2 separate regions of the Rattus norvegicus genome follow, and region 2 is linked to region 1. The links are chromatin contacts, called in public Hi-C maps. All regions are on one chromosome and are shown on one strand. The core of a region is the stretch at or near the end of the contact, and the rest is flanking DNA. Distances in the headings are between cores, read along the strand shown. Region 1 overlaps Tle3 (TLE family member 3, transcriptional corepressor). Region 2 has its middle 180 kb from the start of Tle3.

Region 1 (5,043 bases), core at 316-2,815:
TTTCGCTTGTGATTTCAGAAAGTATGGTGAGCCAAGGCTCTTTTGACACACCAGGAAGCAGGCTAGTGGCCTGGATTCCAGGTCATGCTGGGCACTGGTGGGAGGAAGCCATTGGGATGATATATAAGGGACCTGCCTTCATTGTACCCAGGGAACTAGAGTCAGGTTAACCAGTGAGGTGGCTTTAGTGAATCACAAAGGTTAGCAGAGCTGAGAGTGACCTTTTACCTTGTTTTCTCCCCCTTCTTTTTCTTTGGGGTCCTGACCCTCCTCCTGCCCTGGCTTTCCTGCCTCACAGAGAGAGAGTCCAGCACGGTAAGTGAGGGTGCTCTTGGTGTAGGGTGGGTACAGGAGGAGGGTGGGCCTGCCTAGAGGTTTGTTCCTAGAACTACAGGCCTGGCAAGTAGCCTGTGCTACCCACAGCTAACCCCAGTTTCCCGTTCTGCTCTGTGGGTGGAAGCTGGGGTTTTATGTTTCGTTTGTCTGTGTGTGCCCACGGCTGGAAGACCTGGCTTCAGGGCTGATGTGTGGGTGACAGTGTCTCTGCCCATATCCAGTACTAGGGGTAGTTCCTGTCTGTCATAATGTAGGAGTTACTGTCCTCTGTTGCCTGAGCTTTAATTAGTGATCTCTAAGTCCCCCTTGACATGGTCAACTGAAGCCATTAGCCCACAGCCTTACATCTTCCCAGGGGCTTTTTGGAGCCATTGGCCTGAGCCCAGGACTCCAAACTCTCCCTGATGCTGCCTAGGTTGACGGTTCATCAACCCTGCACGTTGGATGCCTGCTTCTAGCATAATCCCAAACCCTCCTTTCTTCAAATGCCCAAGGTTTCTCCCTGCTCTGCACTTTTACTCAGTTTAAGAAAGTGCTAGCAAGCAGGTATTAAGGCCAGGCCGCCCGCCTGCATGTCTGCCAGCTCAGAGATTTGCTGTAAATCTTTCTGATCACACTGAGGCTCCGAGATTCTGTTTCAAGTGAATAAGCCCTCTGAATAAGCACAGTGGAGTCTGGATAAAAAAAAAAAAAAAGAATCCCCCAGCGATTAGCAGAGCTATTTTATTCCTCATCGCCGGGCTTGTATCCGGGACCATCTTAATCTGCTAGGGTGGCTTTCCTTATTACCTCATGTTAAGTAGGACTTGGAATGTCAGGTCTTTAACTAGCCATCCAGGCAGCAGCCTCCTCTGGAAGCTTCCTCTGCCTGACCCGCCTTCCTTTCCAGTCCCTGCCTCCACCATCCAGACTGTTTTCTTACCTCCCCTTAGTTGTCTTACCTGGCCTGCCTGCTCAGAAATCCACACCCCCCTCCCGCCTGCCCCGCCCTTCCCCCCATTGGGCTCAGGAATGGCCTGGCACAGAAGAAAGGAATGATTAAAGCTGAAATCCATCTTGATTGCTTTGCTGTTGATCCTTAAACCGTGGCATGTTTTTGGAGAGGCAGTTTGCCTATGTAGCTGGCATAGGTGTGTCCATCTGTGTTGTCTCCCCCACCCCTGCCCCAAACCTCCAGCCCTCTCCAGCTCTGATCCAGTCTCAGCCTTGTGAGGTCTTGTGTCTTGACCTCGGAGCCCCAGTCTCTGGCACAGCATGGGAATCACCCTGCCCAGACAGCCTCTCTCAGCTCTGATAGGCAGACCCCTTGTAACAGGACATGGTCAGCAGGGGGCCTTCCCCAGGAAGTAGGTATTGGAAGCCCAGCACCCACTTCTTCATACCTATTCCCTTTTGGCTTTGCACTCCTGCTGAAAGCTTTCTGACAGAAACCCAGGGGGACCCCAAGTGTGCAGTCCTTCCCGGCATAATGCTCCTGGCATCCGAGCTAGGCTGACTCAACACAGACTGGAGAATGAACAGGGATGAATCCCATGACCTCTAAGGGCTGGGCATCTCAGAGTGGGTACCCGTGGGGGCTAGGCAGTAGGTACTATGAGAGCTGCATCCTCAGGGCCATGGTGCTGTTAGATGGTGGAGATTGACATAATCAGCCTGAGGAAAACAGGTTGTCAACAGTCAAGGGCTCCAGCAGGAAGGACAAGGCTGTGTCAGAGAAGGGAGGGGGACAGGCTGGAAGCTGCCCCAGAGGGGTTAGCCTGGAGTCCAATTAGAGGCAGCTTCATTCATATTTCCTTGCCTAGCTGAAGCAATAAAAAATACTTAGTTCTTTGGCTGCCTGCCAACCAGAGGCGGGCTGGATCGATGCCGCTAAATGCCTGACATGACTCTCCGGTAGCGGCGAGGGTTTTCAGCCTGACTGCATGAGAAGAAAGAGTTCCCTGTTCTCGCACTGGGTCGCAAGGAGAAACACGAGCAGCCACCCCGTCCCCTCCCTCCTCTCCATCACCCGCCTGCGCAGGGGCAGCCAGCCTGAGGGGCTGGAAGCATTTCTGCTTAGCACGGGGTGGCCGCCACCATCTGAGGAAATGAAATGAAATGACGGTGATTTTTTTTTTCTGCCTGTGCTTGCAGCAACTAATTGAATTGCGGCTGTGAGCGCATCGCCGCCGCTCGCCCGGCTGCGGGGAAGGTTGAGCTGCAGTTCCATTATAACCTCCATTTTTTTTCTTCAAGGCTTGATAACTCTGCCATTTTAATTTGCTTCAGGCAGAAACTTGGCAGGGAAGGGATGCCCAGAAAACCGGCTTAGGAAAGGAAATTAAGTTCTGTGGCTGGCTCCCTCACACACCATTCCCCAAACCCATCCACCTGCTGGCTGCCCCACCTCGTTCCCTGCCAGTGAACCCCATCCCTGGGCCAGCATTGGGGATAAAATAATAAAGTGGGGAAAGGAGATGAGAAGGATTACCCTACACGCCTTCAATGTCCTTCTTTGTGAGCACCTCATCTTGCTGTGTTTCCACACGACTCCAGCGTCCATCTTCAGCATGTGTGGACTTGTGGCCACTCATGTCGATATAGTTAGACCAGGATCCTCTGATTCGTTCTATCACTCCTGACATTAAAGTCAGTCTGAACATGGGTCGTTGTTTATCAGTACTTTTCTTATCCCTATGATAAAATAACTGGAAGGAGGAAGGATTTTTTGGCTCATGGTTTGAGGATGTACAGTCCGTTACGGTTACATTGTGGCTTGGAGGAAGGGGGAGTTGTGAGGTAACTAGTTACATCATAGCCACAGTTAGGAAGAAGCCAGGCTGTATCAGAGCCTGCCTGTAATCCTCTGTAGCTCTGTGTCTGCCAGCCAGACCCCTTTTCCAGAAGGTTCCAAGACCCCCCCTCCCCCAATCAGCTGGAACCAAGTGTTCTAAGCCCTTAACCTGTGGGGCATTTCATATTCAAACGGTGGTAGGGTGTGCTAGAGGGAGCCATTGAGTTCATAGTGTCCTGAAGGGGCACTAGGCCTTCAGGGTTTGCAGACAGCCCTTGCCAGAGTTTCCCCCTCCCTGTGCACAGTCACAGGACACCCTGCTTTCAGCCTTTCTTGCTACTCACCTGCCTCAGATCTTCCTCTTTCTCAGGCCTGTCATCCCTAGGGATTCCCCTCCCTCCCTCTGTAGCAGAGGAAGAACTGAGAACTCCCAATGCTCTCCCCAGCATGGAACCTTTCCTTCCTCTGCTGGAGACCTTAGCTTGATCTTGCAACTACACAGGACCCTGTTCTCTAGGGACACGGTCCCCACCCTAAGGGAAGCCCTGTCTTTACAAGGGAAAGGCTTAGTGGCCTTGCAGGGTTTGTGCCCTCGTGACACTGGTTGCTCTTCGGTTTGCCAGAGCTTGGCAGTGGAGGAGTTGCATGTCTCAGAGTTGCTCATCTATGCTTAGGGCTTTATCTGCAGCCCAACACCTTTTCTCATTCACTGCCAAATGTAAAATGGCAGTTCTACATGTGTGCCTGTCTATGGTTCAGGTCTGACTTGAAAAGACACATCTTTGCTTTGAGTAAATTGAGTGATGGGTGCCCCTCACCCTCTTGGGACCTTGCCTCGGGCCAGGAAACAGAAATAGCAGTTCCTTGCTTTTAAACATTGATATTGGGGTAAGTTCCCAGGGACCCAAGGTGTCCTGGGAACGTCCTTTGTGAACCGGATCTGCAGACACAGGTGTCTGTCCACGTCCTTCTTCTGGCCCTCTGCCATCTGCTCTTAGTTGACTCAGCCTGTGTGCAATATTGCATTCAGCATGGAGTTTTGACCCCAAGATCTTCTTCTTCCAGAACAATTCTGTGTCACCCTCAGAAAGCCTCCGGGCCAGTGAGAAGCACCGGGGCTCTGCAGACTACAGCATGGAAGCCAAGAAGCGGAAAGCGGAAGAGAAAGACAGCCTGAGCCGATACGTATGTGGGGTGGGCAAGTGGCTTCATGGATAGGGTTGGATGCTGGCTTTGGCCTCGGATTCTGGCAGTTTAGTTCTGAGTCTGAGAGACTGGTAGTTGTGTCAGGGCCCAGAGGGAGGTTCATACATAATCCTCTGATCAGGTGAGCCATTGGGAGCGAAATGGACTGGGAAATTGTCCCAACATGCACTCTGGGGAGAGCTGAAGGTTCTTCTAGACAGTTCTCTGCTGCACCCACGTGCCAAGGGAGCATCCTTGTGTACTCCAGTATGAACCCCACAGTCTTCACAGTCCACCCCAGGCATTCAGCCACCGAGACTCAGTTTGTAACAACCTGATGGCATGACCTTGACCTGTGAAATCCCAGTGAGAGCACGATTATGTGTCCTCCATGGCCAGACTGAGCAGGGGTGAGATCCGAGTCTAGAGGGGATAGTACCACGCCCTCTTTGGACCATCTGGCTGCCCTGCGTCTCTGACCATGTTACATAAAGCTTGGTGCACTGCAGAATGAAGCCAGTCCCCTGCTCCAGAGTGATGGAGGTGTAAAGATGAGACTTGCCTTACGAATGACTGTAAAATGAATGCTATCTGGGAAGGAAGGAGGTTCGGGCTTTAGAAGGCTCAGGACTATGTTAATGAGACTGCTTAGACATGTCAGAGCCCCAGACCAGAGACCCAGACCAGAGGCTGTGCTACAAGGAACTGGGAGAAGGAATTCCAACACTACTCAGAGCAGCGCAGCGTGG
Region 2 (5,073 bases), core at 1,134-3,633, 140 kb after region 1:
GTCTGCAAGGGACTTGTCTCCTCTGTGTCCCCAGTCAATGCTGACCCCATAAAAGCTAATGTCCTTCTCCATGCGCAACTCCCACCAAAGTGTCACCTTGATAGAGGGAGGGAGGAGTTCTGCCAAGGTGGGAAGGAAGTTGGGTAGATGACCTAAATGGGTCGTAACCATGAGGAAAAAACAGGAAAGAAAAAGTTCAATTAAAGATATTTTTAAGATTGAGAAAGAAGTTACTAAGTGGACTGTGGCTCTTTCCAACAGGAGAAAGGAACTCAGCAAGGGAAGGGCTAACCTCTGCTGGTGGGTGCCTGAGGCTCCCCAGGGCCTGGTCTCCCTCTGCTCCCTCGGGCTCCAGCATCTTCGCTCACCTCTAGTAGTGCCTCTCTTTTCTTGTAGCTCCCCAGGATCCCAAGGACATGCTGTCTCCTCCCCAAAAGACTGAACGAGAGCATCAGATGGGAGATATACCCTAGGAGAAATCTATTCAAATCTCTAAGACTGCAATTTAGTTGGGAAATGGGCTGAGATAGCAGCATGGCTCCAGGGTTCTCTGGGACTTGAAAGCAGCCTGTGCTCAAGGTCACACACACACACACACACACACACACACACACACACACACACATGATCCTAATAGACTTTAGAATCCAGATCCACAGCAAGGTAGGAAACCATAAGTACATTCCCTGCTGCCTGGGAAGAGAGTGCATAGTGCCATCCACTTGGGCTGGCATCTACCCTAGCCAACCGAGCTGACCCAGGAAGATAGTCATGGCAAGGGTAATGGACCGATGGTTTCTCTGCCTCCCACAGAGAGGAGATGCTGTTACCTCAGAGTCTTCCACAGGCAGCAGGGGCTCTGAGCTCCTGGCTGGCCTGAGCCCACACAAACCTTGAAGCAGAAGGGGATGCGATCTATGAGCTCTCACTGAGATTTCACGTGCAAGAAAGTTGACTTGTGGTCAGAATTAGGAAAAGAACAGACCAACATCTTCCTGTGGCCTCTCCCCAGCTCCAACATGGCCATTCTGAGAGGAGACATCAGTTTACTTCCCTTGAGCCAGGGAACTGTAGCTGCCCTGTCCCTTGCCCCCACGGTACCATGCAAGGTTGGAAAGAGAGCAGCCAGACAATTCAGAAGATAAAGGGGTGTCCACCAAATATTTGATCCAAAGAACCCACATAGTAGAAGGAAAGAAGTGATTCCTGCAAGTTTTCTGAACCTCCATTTGTCCCACAACCCCTCATGTGTGCATGGCTTGCACATACATACACAATGACATGTTTTTTTAATGCATGAAGAAATAGCATGCATACTTTTTTCTCCTCACAAATAGGCATTTTTACTGTGGAAACCAGGCTAACTGAAACTGCAACACCCTTGGGAACAGGCCTGCCAATCATGGCTGCCCTTTCATCCACAGGCTGCCTGCCCTGACTTGGCACCAACTTTCTGTGCAGAACTGAGCCTGGCCAACAAAGTCTGACTGCCAGTACCAGGCACCCTGGACACAGTCACACCTTTTGAAGCATCAAAGCCAGGGTAGGCATGCTCCAGTTATGCCCAAGGCCTTGTTTCTTCCTCACACTGGCTACCGTACAAGGAGTGAACAAGGGGGCTAGCCCATGCCATGTCCAAACCTTCTTTTCTTGATCAGCAAGAAGCCTGATCCAGGTGGGTCCTGGATTGATATTAATTAATTAGTGAAGTTTTCCTTCTTGCTGGAGCAGCTCTGACTGACAGTGGCAGGCAGATAGGGGTGAGGTTATAGGGTAGGGGTGAGGTTGTAGGGTAGGGATGAGGGTGTAGGGTAGGGGTGAGGGTGTCCACAGGAGCCCTAAATCCAAGCCCCATGGCATCACTAAGACACGGCCCTAGGCTGGCTGCATCCTCACTATGGAGGACCTGGGATAAGACTGTTTTTAGAAGTCCTGATCCAGGTGATGAAGGCATAAGACCTTGTCACAAGCACTGCCTTCCTCCACCCCTCACTGCTGTGCTGAGCTGGCCATTGTGACAGTCTCCCAACCCTGCACCACCGGGAGACCCAGAAACCCAGTCAGAACCCTGCCTAGGGAGAAGGCAAGTCCAAGACACCAGGTCCTGTTCTGCAGGCTGTCTCCTGCCAAGGGACATGGGGGCACTTCTGGGAAATAAAATGTGGACAACAAGGATGTCTTTGTATTTTAGACCTGTTGCTGCTCTCTGGCTGGGTGACCTGGGGCAAATTAATTACCCTCTCTGAGCCTTCGTTCTCCCTCAGCCCTAAAAATAATTACAGCAGCCTCAAGGGCTAATTGTTGAGCGGCATGAGATGAGCACAAAGCCCTTAGCCTCCTCTCTCCAGGGCAAGCATCTTGTTTACCCTTGCTGTAGGCACAAGGACTGCACAGAGTAGTCTCTGTGTTCCCTTCTTTCTAAAGAAAAGGCCAAACACACTGGGCCATTGTCACTCTTGCCAATACATTGTCTCATTCAGTTCCCACAGCAGCCTGGCAGAGTCCAGCACTCACTGTCCATGGCTCTCAAGTGCAGGAATTCAGTCACCCATGGTTTGAAAATACTTGGGAAAAAAAAAACGTATTGGGTCCGTACTGAAAACGTACTGGCTCTCTCCCTTACCACACTTTAGCCGAGTATCCCAACTATTTACATACCATTTGTGTTGTCTTGGATAGCTCACAGAATCCGGAGATGCCTTAAAGAGGAAGTGAACAAGTATGCAAATTATATGCAAATATAGCACCACCTCATAGGCGGGGTTTCAGCACCTGTGGCTTTGCCATGGTGGAGAATATGGATAGAAGTTTATATACAGTTAATGAAATTGTTACATTGTGTCATCAGGCCAAGGGCTCATTGACAGTAGTCCTTTGCGTGGGCCTATGTGTAGGACACATAAGCTATTGTGTCTAACAACCTTAGCTAAGGGTTGGACCATGGATAGAAGGGAAGCTAAGGAAGGGAAGAAAAGGAGCCAAAAACTGCCTGTGTCCCCTCCAAGAAGAGCTGATGGTCACCAGCAGGGGTGTCTGTACTGAATATCCCAGAAATGTTGCAGGTTACAGCCACTTGGATGGCCCGAACCCTGCTAAGACCTCCTTAAATGCCTCCTTGATGTTCATAGGCGAAGGATTGCCTGACATGGAGGTCCACATGTCCAGCTAAGTGCTCTTTGCACGACTCTCCTGAAATCTAATCCCACAGAGACTACACTGGCTGAGGCTAAGGAGACCTGACCTGAACTCAACAAACTACTCCCTCCTCCAAATCTTGGTGTCCTTTGTGAAATGGGTATACCTGTAGGATCTACTCCTCACGACTGGTGGGATGATAAAAATGAGCAAGTGTGTCACCATTGTGCCACATACAGCAAGTGTGTCACCATTGTGCCACATACAGCAAGTGTGTCACCAATGTGCCACATACAGCAAGTGTGTCACCAATGTGCCACATACAACATGAGCAAGTGTGTCACCAATGTGCCACATACAGCAAGTGTGTCACCATTGTGCCACATACAGCAAGTGTGTCACCAATGTGCCACATACAGCAAGTGTGTCACCATTGTGCCACATACAGCAAGTGTGTCACCAATATGCCACATTCAGCAAGTATGTTACCAATGTGCCACATACAACATGAGCAAGTGTGTCACCAATGTGCCACATACAGCAAGTGTGTCACCAATGTGCCACATACAGCAAGTGTGTCACCATTGTGCCACATACAGCAAGCCTCCATGTATGTGATCAGCAAATGTCAGCCATCAACATTTGCTGTTATTGCTGAAAAGACTGAGTGACTGGGTGTCCCCTCTCTCCCTCAGAATGTGGCCGGCCACACCTGCTACAGAAAGTCAGTGGTTCAGGCTCTTGAGTCTCCCATTCTCTCACAGCAAGCTCAGGAACTTGTTTGGGATGAGTGTGGTGTGGGAAGCACTGGTTCTCATAACCGCTGCACAGCACACGGGAGGCTGTAGGACTGATGTGACCTGCCCCGTCTCTGCTCTCTTCTCCCCCAGCCACCAACATCCTAGTGCTCTTGCTTCTTCCTCTTGTTCCAGACTGGATAACGAGGCTCTGAAGAGCACACGATGAATTCGCTCACTCTCAGAGACAGATGGCTGAGAGCCACTTGACACACTCTTTCCCCAAGAGGTTTATTTTATTTCTAAGAAAGATGGAAACTTGATCTGGGGAGATGGCTTAGTCAATAAGAAGCTTGCCTTGCAAGTTCGTGACAGCCTGAATCTGTTCCCAAAACCCACATAAAAAATGCAGGGGCTGGGGAGATGGCTCAGCAGTTAGAGCACTTGTTCTTGCGTAGGACTTGAGTTCTAGTCCTAGCACTCACAAGGTGGCTCACCATCTTCCTTAACTCCAGTTTCAGGGGAGCCAACATCCTCTTCTGACCTCTGCAGGCACCAGGCACACATGGGGTGCACAGATATGCACACAGGCAAGGCATTCATTTAGATAAAAATAAATAAATAAATATAAGAAACCCAGCAAACAAACCAAATAAACAACAACGCCGTCCCAATACACTGAGCACAGTGGCAGCAGCTCATGTTTGTGAGTCCAGCATTGGGAGGCAGAGGCAGGCAGATCCCAGGGGCTCACTGGCCAGCCAGGCAGTCTATGTTACTTAACAAACTCAGGCCAGAGAGAGACCCTGTCTCAAAAGGTAAGGTGGGTGACTCCTGAGGCATGACATCTGAGAGTGTCCTCCTGCCTCACACGCATGAGCTCATAGATGCAACAACTCTCCCCAAGGCGTGAATGCACGCGCACACACACACATACACACACACACACACACATGAGCACACACACACGAGCATATACACATGAGCACAAATGAGCACATACATACACACACATACACACACAAGAGTACACACACATGAGCACACATGAGCACACACACATGAGCACACACACATGAGCACACATGAGCACACACACATGAGCACACATGAGCACACACACATGAGCATAACACACGCACACCAGCACATACACACACATACACACACATGAGCACAAATGAACACACACACACATGAG

Evidence for each region. Hi-C and Micro-C count contacts between places; a contact is called where the count stands out from the background.
Region 2: a Hi-C map of Schwann cells shows a contact between it and region 1, with 2.6 times the contacts expected there. The contact joins two enhancer-like sites. A contact is called at or near these places in 2 of 12 Hi-C or Micro-C datasets (Schwann cells and frontal cortex).

Annotation. Positions count from the first base shown.
Region 1 is chr8:70,784,121-70,789,163 of GRCr8, forward strand. Tle3 (TLE family member 3, transcriptional corepressor) reads left to right here. Exons shown (of 20, transcript NM_053400.2): 8 at 299-315; 9 at 4,175-4,294. Among named protein-coding and RNA genes, the nearest start is that of Tle3, 33 kb to the left of the region's middle. Within about 2 kb of position 1,566, at least 47 of the 93 cell types and tissues checked have an H3K27ac peak or open chromatin away from gene starts, as enhancers often do. A contact at or near this core is called in Schwann cells, where this site is marked.
Region 2 is chr8:70,928,243-70,933,315 of GRCr8, forward strand. No RefSeq gene overlaps it. Among named protein-coding and RNA genes, the nearest start is that of Tle3, 180 kb to the left of the region's middle. Within about 2 kb of position 2,384, at least 53 of the 93 cell types and tissues checked have an H3K27ac peak or open chromatin away from gene starts, as enhancers often do. A contact at or near this core is called in Schwann cells, where this site is marked.